Linked DNA regions of Anolis sagrei: region 1 is linked to region 2. The links are chromatin contacts, called in public Hi-C maps. All regions are on one chromosome and are shown on one strand. Each heading gives the region's core, a stretch centred on a gene start, on an enhancer-like site or on the middle of the called end of the contact. The rest is flanking DNA. Distances are from core to core; before and after follow the strand shown. Region 1 holds the start of LIPT1 (lipoyltransferase 1). Region 2 holds the start of COA5 (cytochrome c oxidase assembly factor 5).

Region 1 (4,625 bases), core at 1,266-3,765, 230 kb before region 2:
CACTGGGTTAAAGCCATGGACTATGACTTTGCAGGCCAAGGTTTGAATCCCAGCTTGATCATGGAAACCCACCTGGTGACTAAGGTAGGTTTTACTCTCTCAGCCTCAGAAGAAAACAAAGGCACTCCTGAAGAAATCGTGACAATAATATGCTCTTGATAAGTTCACTTTATGGCCACCATAAGTTGTAAATGTCTTGGAAGGCACTCAACAACACAGCTAAGACATGTCAACAGTTCCTATTGTTCACTTCTTTTAACAAGAGTTTACCTTATGTTCCGATTTTACATTTTAAAAACAATTTATTATTTCAATATAATAATTAGATCTCTTATGTTCAGTCAAGTCAGGAAAACCATACGCTGGAACAATCTTGTGCTGGACCACCTTAACGATCAAGGACCAAACTTTGTCACATATTGTTACATTATAGCAACTAACTTCTCACATAGCATATTCCACTTGTTGTGTAATTTGTAATCTGTACATGTTCTCAGCAAAGCTGTTGTCACTGCAGAGGTTTCGCTGGGACAGAATTTGCTGCCAATAAGATAATCATTGAGTTCATCACACATGGTTGGTGGTAGCCAAAACTGAGGCACGTCAATATGGCAAGTTTCAATTTTGCCATTTTTGATCTCCATATTTATCTTAATTTCAACACTAGATTGTTCGTGTACTATGTTAAAAGATGTACTAATACTGAACTTTGGTGTTTTGCCATACAACCAATCCCAAGCTTGAAGTTCTCTTGCTTTGTCCTTAATCCCATGAAATTCTGTTTCATCAGATGGATTTATAAGAATTATATGGTTATTGCTTTGATGGCGTGAAGCATATTCTTCAGCAATGGCATCCACGAGCATCTCACAGTTTAACGTTGGGTCTTCTTCAAAGAGGTTCTTCACTAAGGCAGGCACACTTGGAGTGGCGTTGCTTTTGATCCCATTGTAGGGACTCTTTAGCACGGTTGATAAAACAAATGAATCCACGCTACATAGCAAAGTGCAATGGTGATAAGCGGCAGCTCTCCCTAATTTTGCAGCTGTTCCTGAAATCTTAAAAATCCCATTTAACAAGAGATCGTATCTTTCAGTCGCCTTCACATCTAATTGGGGTCGAAGGGCTTTTAAAGCTTTAACAACTAATTTCAAATTTTCCATTCTTTCATATTTTTTCCGATTGGTAAAGAAAGTGAGGTTGATATTGCCAGGATCGTGGTAAACGGTGCCTCCCCCACTTCTCCTTCGAGCGAGTTTTATGCCTTTCTGCCTCATGAATTTGAGATTACATTCCTGCCAGGGATTCTGGTGCCTGCCAATCACCACCGTAGAAGAATTCCTCCACAGGAAAAGAACCTGTCTGTTCTCTAAATCCATATTATCATGGATCCAGTCCTCTAAAGCCAAATTCTCATAAATGTCCTGGGAAACAGACTGTAGGACCAGCCCTCCCCTTGATGCGTGCTGGAAACCAGCATTTGGGACTTTGAAAACATGGTATAATGGGAAGCACTTCTTCAGAGATAACTGAAGGATCATGTTTCAGGGAAATCCAATGATCAATTTTCAAAAATTGGCACTTTTGCATAGTCTGTTCCTCTAATAAAAATGTATCTTTTCAAACCATAGTTCCAGTGTCATCCTTTTCAAAAAGCACAGGAAACAATCTTGTCAACTGGATGATTTTGTACAATTTCTCTTTTTCCTGATGAGTAGACAATGGAATATTAAACACTGGAGGAATGAAGGAAATTACTTATTTCTTTTGTGTGCATCAGTGGTAACCTAAGGAGAAGAACACAGAGTATTTATTATTTATTTATAAATAGTTAATTCAATTAATGCTATACCACTACACTGCAGTATTATTAGAAATATTACATGCAATATATAATATACAATTATTATATTGTATTATTAGTAGCATTATATTGAATTACATTATAATGTTATTATCAATATTATATGTATATACAATATTTTATATTATTAGCCTATCACTGCCTCCTAAGGGGCTTTACCTACAACACTAACTGGTTTGTGTAAACTCAGAAATTGAGGAAAACTTTCATCCTTCATGTGCCTCCCATGGTTGCAGCAACCTTGGTTTCAGAACCAACTGGCCCAACATCCCTTTTTGCTAGAATGCAACAGTATCAGAAGATCAACATCTTTTGGGCTCCTCATCTAAGCTTCCTCCCTTGATATCGTCATTCAGTTCCATAGTGGAGAATACTACACACACTTGATAATCTCAGGATATAAGCATGGCCAGGGCTGCAGCCTCAAGGCAGAATCCGAACCCAGTCCTGAAGGCACTGCTACCTGGGCAGCGAGTCCTTAAAGTGGTAGGCGACCCAAATTACCCTCTCAGGGGCGCTCAGTTCGGGAAGGGAGCGATCCACCTTCTCCTTCTCTTTGTGGCTCTCTGAACCGGGACTCGGCTCTTCGGCAGCGCAGCCGAAAGTTTCCGGAAAGACCCGAGCGCCCGCAGCACCAGGAAGTCGGACCGATCCATTTGCATGTAGAGATACGAAATAGAAAAGAGGCGTACATCAGGTAGGGAACTTCCGGCCATCTTTGCTATTTCTTCATGCGGGAAGTGAGCTTGGCCCGAAGGAAAGGAGGTAAAGCCGGGATTTTTTGAATAGTTTGCGCATCTCTGCTGCTCTCTCCTCTGTTGAGATCGCACTTCTCAAAATGTAGGTTATATTTCGTGGCGTTTTATCTTAAACAAACCTTGAACTATTTTGTGCAGTGGAAAAAGTGCTTTAATGTTCCTAAAATTATGTCAGACTACACAGGGAAGCCATTGAAATCCACAAGCATATGGACAATCTCAACAGAAAGGAGGGAGATATGAAAATAAACAAAATGTGGCTACCAGTATTTAAAAAACTAAAAATCAGGACAGTAAATAGAGGAACACTTAATAATGATAATAAAATAAAACAGAATCCCAGACAAGACTCAACCAGGGCCAGCTAACACCTCCCAACGAAGGATTCCTCCAAGCAGGAAGCAGCCAGGCTTTGAAGCGACAAGGCCATTCAATGCTAACCAAAGTGGCCAATTGCAATATTCACACTTGGCTCAAGACGACGAGTTCTTTTTCCCACCTTGGACATTCCAGATATACATACACCACACTTGCCTCATTTCCAACACACTTCTGAACAAACCTCTGAGGATGCTTGCCATAGATATGGGTAAAACAGCAGGATAGAATGGTACTGGAACATGGCCAAGCAGCCCGAAAAACTCAAAGCAACCCAATCACATTCTTCATTTTCAAAGGAAATAAATAATTTTCTAATACGATTTGCTCATACCATTAAATGTAAATATCTTTATGATGAAAAATTCAACAGGGTATTGAAAACAAGACTTGAGTCATTTAATTTAACTCTTTTATTATTTTGGCTAACTTTTCCAATTAACATATATACATAAAGTATCATGTCATATATTACACATTTTAGCAGAATATCCTTGAACCTTTGTAACATCAGGAAATATAAATAACTTCCAAACTATCATTTCCTTTATGTTCTGTAAACCCTGGGCATTATTGCTGATATCTTCTCGCCGAGTGTCTGCATTATTTTGAATCCTCTGTGGTATTTTTTTCCCTGTAACTTGGAAAAAGTTCGTCATAGGTCCTAGACATATTTCCTCGTTTTTTGGGGGGAAATGATCATTTATTGCCGATTTTCCAGGATTTGTGTCATTTTGAATTATAATTATTAGAGTATTCGTTTTACTGCAGCATTTTCCGATTATGTAGTTAGCGTGCATATACAGGAAACGACCACGCTATCTTGAAATGCCAAGTAAATGAAGATGTCCTATAAGACTGTCCTTTTTACCCTACGTGTGGGAAAAAAAACTATTAGAATGCTTGATTTAATTTAATTTACTGCTGGAAGTAATATTAGAAATTGATGAAAAATAATGCTCTTTATTACAGTTAAAGTGCATTGGCTATACATAAGTAATACCCTTGGCAGTCACTGTTGCCAACTTATTGCATTTACATAAACAATTACCATTTGATGCAGGCGAAACGTCAGGAGAGAATGCCTCTAGACCATGGCCATATAGCCTGAAAAGACCTACAATAACCTACCATTTGTTTATTTCTCTTACTTTATTTATGTCGTCATTATCATATGCAACCTATTTAACTCAATTTATGTATATATCACCTATGTATATGTCGTAATAAAGCTTTTATCTTTGTAAATCACAACCACAAGTTTTTATTTCTCGAAACCTTCCAGAATTCTATTTTTGAACATTGTCCATATATATGGTATGTATAAAATCATATATGGTATGTATAAAATCAATGCTATTAAATATTTCATATCAACACATACCTCACCACTTTGTATAAGAAACTACATTAAATTTGAGTTAATTTAGAAAATATTGGTAATGGTGTTATAACAAAAAATAAAATTGTCATAGTATTGAGGCATAATATCCCTTGATGTTATGCTGTGGTCCAACTATACTTTGAATTCCATAATCAAACATATCTAACATAAATACTATACAGCCACTTACTAACCCGTCAGGTTAGTAAGTGGGTTGTTACTTACTAACCCGTCAGAGATA
Region 2 (4,678 bases), core at 1,368-3,867:
CCATGTGGCGTAGGACTCAGATTACATTTTAATCTGCATGCAGTTTCCATTCAGCCCATTCATTATCAAAATACAGTCACCTACATCATTTTTTTAAAAAGATTAAAAGCACATCTAACATATTACTTGTAAAGACTGTAGGATCTGTAGCACTCGCTGCTACGTTTTGCTGATTTTGGCACAATAAAACCACATAGGGAGAGTTTGGGTTGGCTTGGGTTAAAGTTTTCTTTTTTAAACTGGATTATATGAGTTCGCATTGCCAGAAAATCTGGGATAAACAGAGAACCTGGGATATAGGGCCTGTCTGCAAGGGCCAGAGATGCAGCATCAAACCAGAACTTAATAAATGAATTCACTTCTTAACTCAAGAATATATTATATTAAGAAGAATATATACTAGGGCTAGGTTTGAACAACTCAGAATTTTGATGCAAACTGGGCATTACTGTAACATCCCAATAAGTTAGAGATGCTGCGTATGGGGAGAACAAACTGTGGAAGATATTGAACATTTCCTGATTGACTGTACAGCATATACTGAACTGCGATACAGGTATTTTCATCCAATATTATCCAACTTTAGGTCCCCCAACAGAAATGATCTTCTGACATTCCTCTTGCAAGGACAGGAAAGATCCACCATAATCAGAATAAGTCTTTGTATTCTGAAAGCTATCAAGAAAAGGGCACATTTCCTGAAAGAAGAACCAGGAAAATAAGATTTTGACTGTAAATAGAAGGTCAGCTGCTGCCTTGTCATTTATTTATTTATTTCATTTATATGCTGTGCTTCTCACCCTGAAGGGTATTCAGAGCAGCTTACAAGATATAATTGTTTCAGATTTGTGTGCTATTTTCTTTGGATTTCATTCTGGTCTTGATGTAATACAGGGTTAGTCAAAATGAATAGGCCAATAATATATATATTATACATATATATTGGCCTATTCATTTTGACTAACCCTGTACAATTAAGACAAAAGGAGTAATTCAATAGGTGTTGCTATGGCCAGGCTGCTAGGCCGTTGAAGTACTGCCACAAGGTTATGTGGCCATGGAGGTGTCCTGTCCAGGAGCTGTAAGGCAGCAGGAGCGAAGGGGTGTTGCTATGGCCCCGCGCAGGTGTTGCTATGGCTGGCGGTGGGCAGTTAGGCCGTTGAAATACTCTCAGCACGAAGTTGTGTGGTCATGGAGGCATCCTGCCTAGGAGTTGTAAGGCAACAGGGCCAAAGAGGTGTTGCTATGGCCTCCTGCAGGTGTGTTGTATTTTGAAATGGTCATATGACTAGTCAAATAAATAAATTATTATTATTATTACTCAAGGGAAGGAGGAAGATACAATACTTCCATTACAGCCTATGCATTACTTTTTACTGAGATTCTGCTTTAATCATGCTGCAAAACATTTAGAGATATTGTCAAAGGCTTTCATGGCTGGAATCGCTGAGTTGTCGTAAGTTTTTCAGGCTGCTTAGCCATGTTCCAGAAGCATTCTCTCTTGACGTTTCACCTGCATCTATAGCAGGCATCCTCAGAGGTTGTGAAGTTTCAACCTCTGGGGATGCCTGTCATAGATGCAGGCGAAACATCAGGAGAGAATGCTTCTGGAACATGGCCATACAGCCCGAAAAACTTACAACAATCCATATTTAGAGATTCCAGGCTGCCTCATCATATAGCTCTATTAACTCTTACCAGGTAACCAACTTTCCTTTGTATGTCTTTCAAGTGTTCCTTTGTAAGGAGAGGAGATCAGGTTCCCAGCATAATAGATGTTGTGGAAACACAGCAGGAGGGAAAGAGTTCTAGTCTAACCTACTAACAACAACAACAACAAGGAATAAAAAAGTGGAAGTGGACTGATCTAAGGAGGAAGAGGGTTGAGGCAAAACAACACAGCCTGGGAGTTGTAGCCTCTCCAAACGACAGCTCTTTTATGATTTCCCAGCCTTGAGCCATGGCAGTGCGAGTGGTGCCAAGCTGCCTCCGTGCTCCCGTGTGGGGAGGGGGGGCTGCTTGAGAACCCGAGGAAAGAACTCGCGCGCCTGCCTACCGTTATGCCCCTCACGCGCCGCCTCCAAGCCCCGCCCCTTTCTGTCAGTGGGGGGCGCTCGAAGGGCTCCTAGGAAGCAGCCGCGCGCCCCGCGAAGGAGAAGGGAGCGTCCCTCCGAACGCTGCCAACTCACACCAGCTGTCCTCTCCCTTCTCTTTCAGCGTCTTCCGGGAAGAAGGCGGCAGAGCGCAGGCGCAAAGCGCCCGCCAGTCGCGCGAGAGAACTTTCCCTGTCGCTGCGGTGCGTGACGGGTAGTCTTGACAAGCAGGCCTTGAGTGCGCCTGCGTTGTGGAGTGCGATGCCGTGGCTCAATGCCCTCAGGTGTTTTGGACTTCAAATCCCAGCATTCCTAACAGCCTCAGGCCCTTTCCTTTTCCCCCTCAGCCGCTTAAGCGGCTGAGGGGGAAAAGGAAAAGGCCTGAGGCTGTTAGGAATGCTGGGAGTTGAAGTCCAAAAATACTAGGAGATCGTAGTCTGTAAAATTACGGGTGTGTCTTTAATTTTATAGCTCTACGAGTCAGGTACAGGCGGCCTAGGCTGGAAAGGGGCGTGGCCTTCCGTGCGCATGCGCAAACTAAGGCCGAAGCCGAGGGAGGAGGAAGAGGGCGGGGGGTCGCTCCTCGGCCGCGATGCCCAAGTACTACGAAGAGAAGGAGCAGGGCGGGCGCGCGTGCTCGGGGGTGCGCGAGGACTTGCGCACGTGCCTGATCGAGAGCAGCTGCGTCATCCAGGTAGAGGCCCAGGCGCCCCTTTGGACTCCAACTCCCAGCATTCCTAACAGCCTCAGGCCCTTTTGGCGCTTCTAGGAAAAAAGCAAGCGAGGAAGGAGCCAGTGAGGGATAAATAGGAGGCCGATCCCACTTCTCACACCAGGCAGCCTGACATGCTTTCCCTGATGCCTGGTCCTCTGGGTGTTTTGGACTTCAGCTCCCAGAATTCCTGACAGTTGTCCAATCTGGCAGGGGCTTCTGGGATTTGAAGTCCCAAACCATTGCCTTATGCAGCTGGGGGCCTTTCCTTTTCTGTAGGGTAATTGCCCCTCCAGATGAAGTGACAGTATTAAATACATGACTACTAAGGTTTCACCTAAACAGTCCTGAAGTGTACAAATGTTGAAGCTGTGTAGGAATTTGTGGTCAGGTGAGACAAGAGCTTTCCCAACATTTTATGTTGGTGACACACCTTTTTTTAGACTTGCACCATTTCGCGGCACATCAATTCAGTTTTACAAGCAAAGCAGAGGTTAAGCCAACCCTTTATAAAAGGTACGGGCGCATACATAAATTGTAAACCTCATGGAAACCATTCATTTCACATAGACTCAGGTTTCTTATTATGTTCACGTGACAAACTTACACACTACAACTAACACAGTGGTTCTCAACCTGTGGGTCCCGAGATGTTTTGGCCTTCAACTCTCAGAAATCCTAACAGCTGGTAAACTGGCTGGGATTTCTGAGAGTTGTAGGCCAAAACACCTGGGGACCCACAGGTTGAGAACCACTGCACTAACAAGTCCTACCACACAGTTGGAAAGCTCTTCATTGATGTCACCTGATGCATTAATTCTTGGTGTCCCCTCCCCATGCACCTTGTCCTGTACTAGAACATGCCACAATATTGTAGCCAAAAATGTAAGAAAAATTGACAAAAACCAGTTATTATTTTAAAAAACCCAGACCTGTTGGAGACAGTAGTGTATGCTGGTAGTGTGTGCAGATGTAGAGCCCAGCTACACGGTCATATAATGCAAGTTGAAGCTGTATTATATGGCAGTGTAGATCAGAGCGTTCACAGTGTTGTAATTGGGTATTAATATCAGCTCTGACTGGAGCTCATGCTGTTATAGTGTTCAGAAAATAAAACAGCATAGACTTTTAGCTTATATTGATTCAGTGCATGTAAACTGGACTTTTGAAAGAAAGATTTCTGTTGTTATATCTAATTACAGGGATATTTGAATAAAAATTCTGCTGAAACATGATACAGAAAATAAGAGGCAGGACTTTTCATGTGTTGCCCGGTGCAGTTTCCCATCACAGCATTGTGGGAGAAGTTGTCAGTGCCTACATAGTTTAAGGTGCATTGTCTCAAACTATTGGAACAAATGGGCAAGTTGAGGAGCTTTTTGTTTTTAAGTAGGGTGGTCATGCCCTAAACCACTCTGGTTAGGTGATAAGAAGAAATAGGTAGGATTGGTGGGTGCAACCTGAATGAGCCTTAAGTGCACAAGTTTTGAAGATCTTGTAATCAGGTTAGACAGTGCTGCCACCTAGGTCGATGTCACCCTCACTGGCCTCCTTCTGTACCAGACCATGTCACGTTAGGATTACCCAAACGTTGGAAAATTTAACAAAATCTAAAACAACAAATCCAGCAGCAACAAAAACAGCAGTGTGCATGCATGCCGTTTATTTGCCCAGATGGTGAAGACATGATTTCATGAGCGGAATTAGAATTAAGATTTCGGTAAAGATAATTTAGCTGGAATTTGTTAAAACAAGTATGCTTACCATGTGAAATAGGAGACAACAGTAAAAACAATTATTTACAAATCTTGTTTGACAGGAACATTCTGAATGTACTAGTAAAATCACTGATGATGTATGCTACAGTGGTTTG

The links. Hi-C and Micro-C count contacts between places; a contact is called where the count stands out from the background.
Region 1: a Hi-C map of mixed tissue shows a contact between it and region 2, with 4 times the contacts expected there. The contact joins the promoter of LIPT1 here to the promoter of COA5 in region 2. A contact is called at or near these places in 2 of 2 Hi-C or Micro-C datasets (both in mixed tissue).

The regions. Positions count from the first base shown.
Region 1 is chr3:102,645,672-102,650,296 of rAnoSag1.mat, reverse strand. It overlaps LIPT1 (lipoyltransferase 1), which reads right to left and starts at 2,515. Exons shown (of 2, transcript XM_067466829.1): 1 at 2,369-2,515; 2 at 151-1,787. The coding sequence starts at 1,541. The coding sequence ends at 423.
Region 2 is chr3:102,417,621-102,422,298 of rAnoSag1.mat, reverse strand. It overlaps COA5 (cytochrome c oxidase assembly factor 5), which reads left to right and starts at 2,617. Exons shown (of 3, transcript XM_060769786.2): 1 at 2,617-2,787. The coding sequence starts at 2,686. It overlaps UNC50 (unc-50 inner nuclear membrane RNA binding protein), which reads right to left and starts at 2,255. Exons shown (of 6, transcript XM_060769785.2): 1 at 2,057-2,255.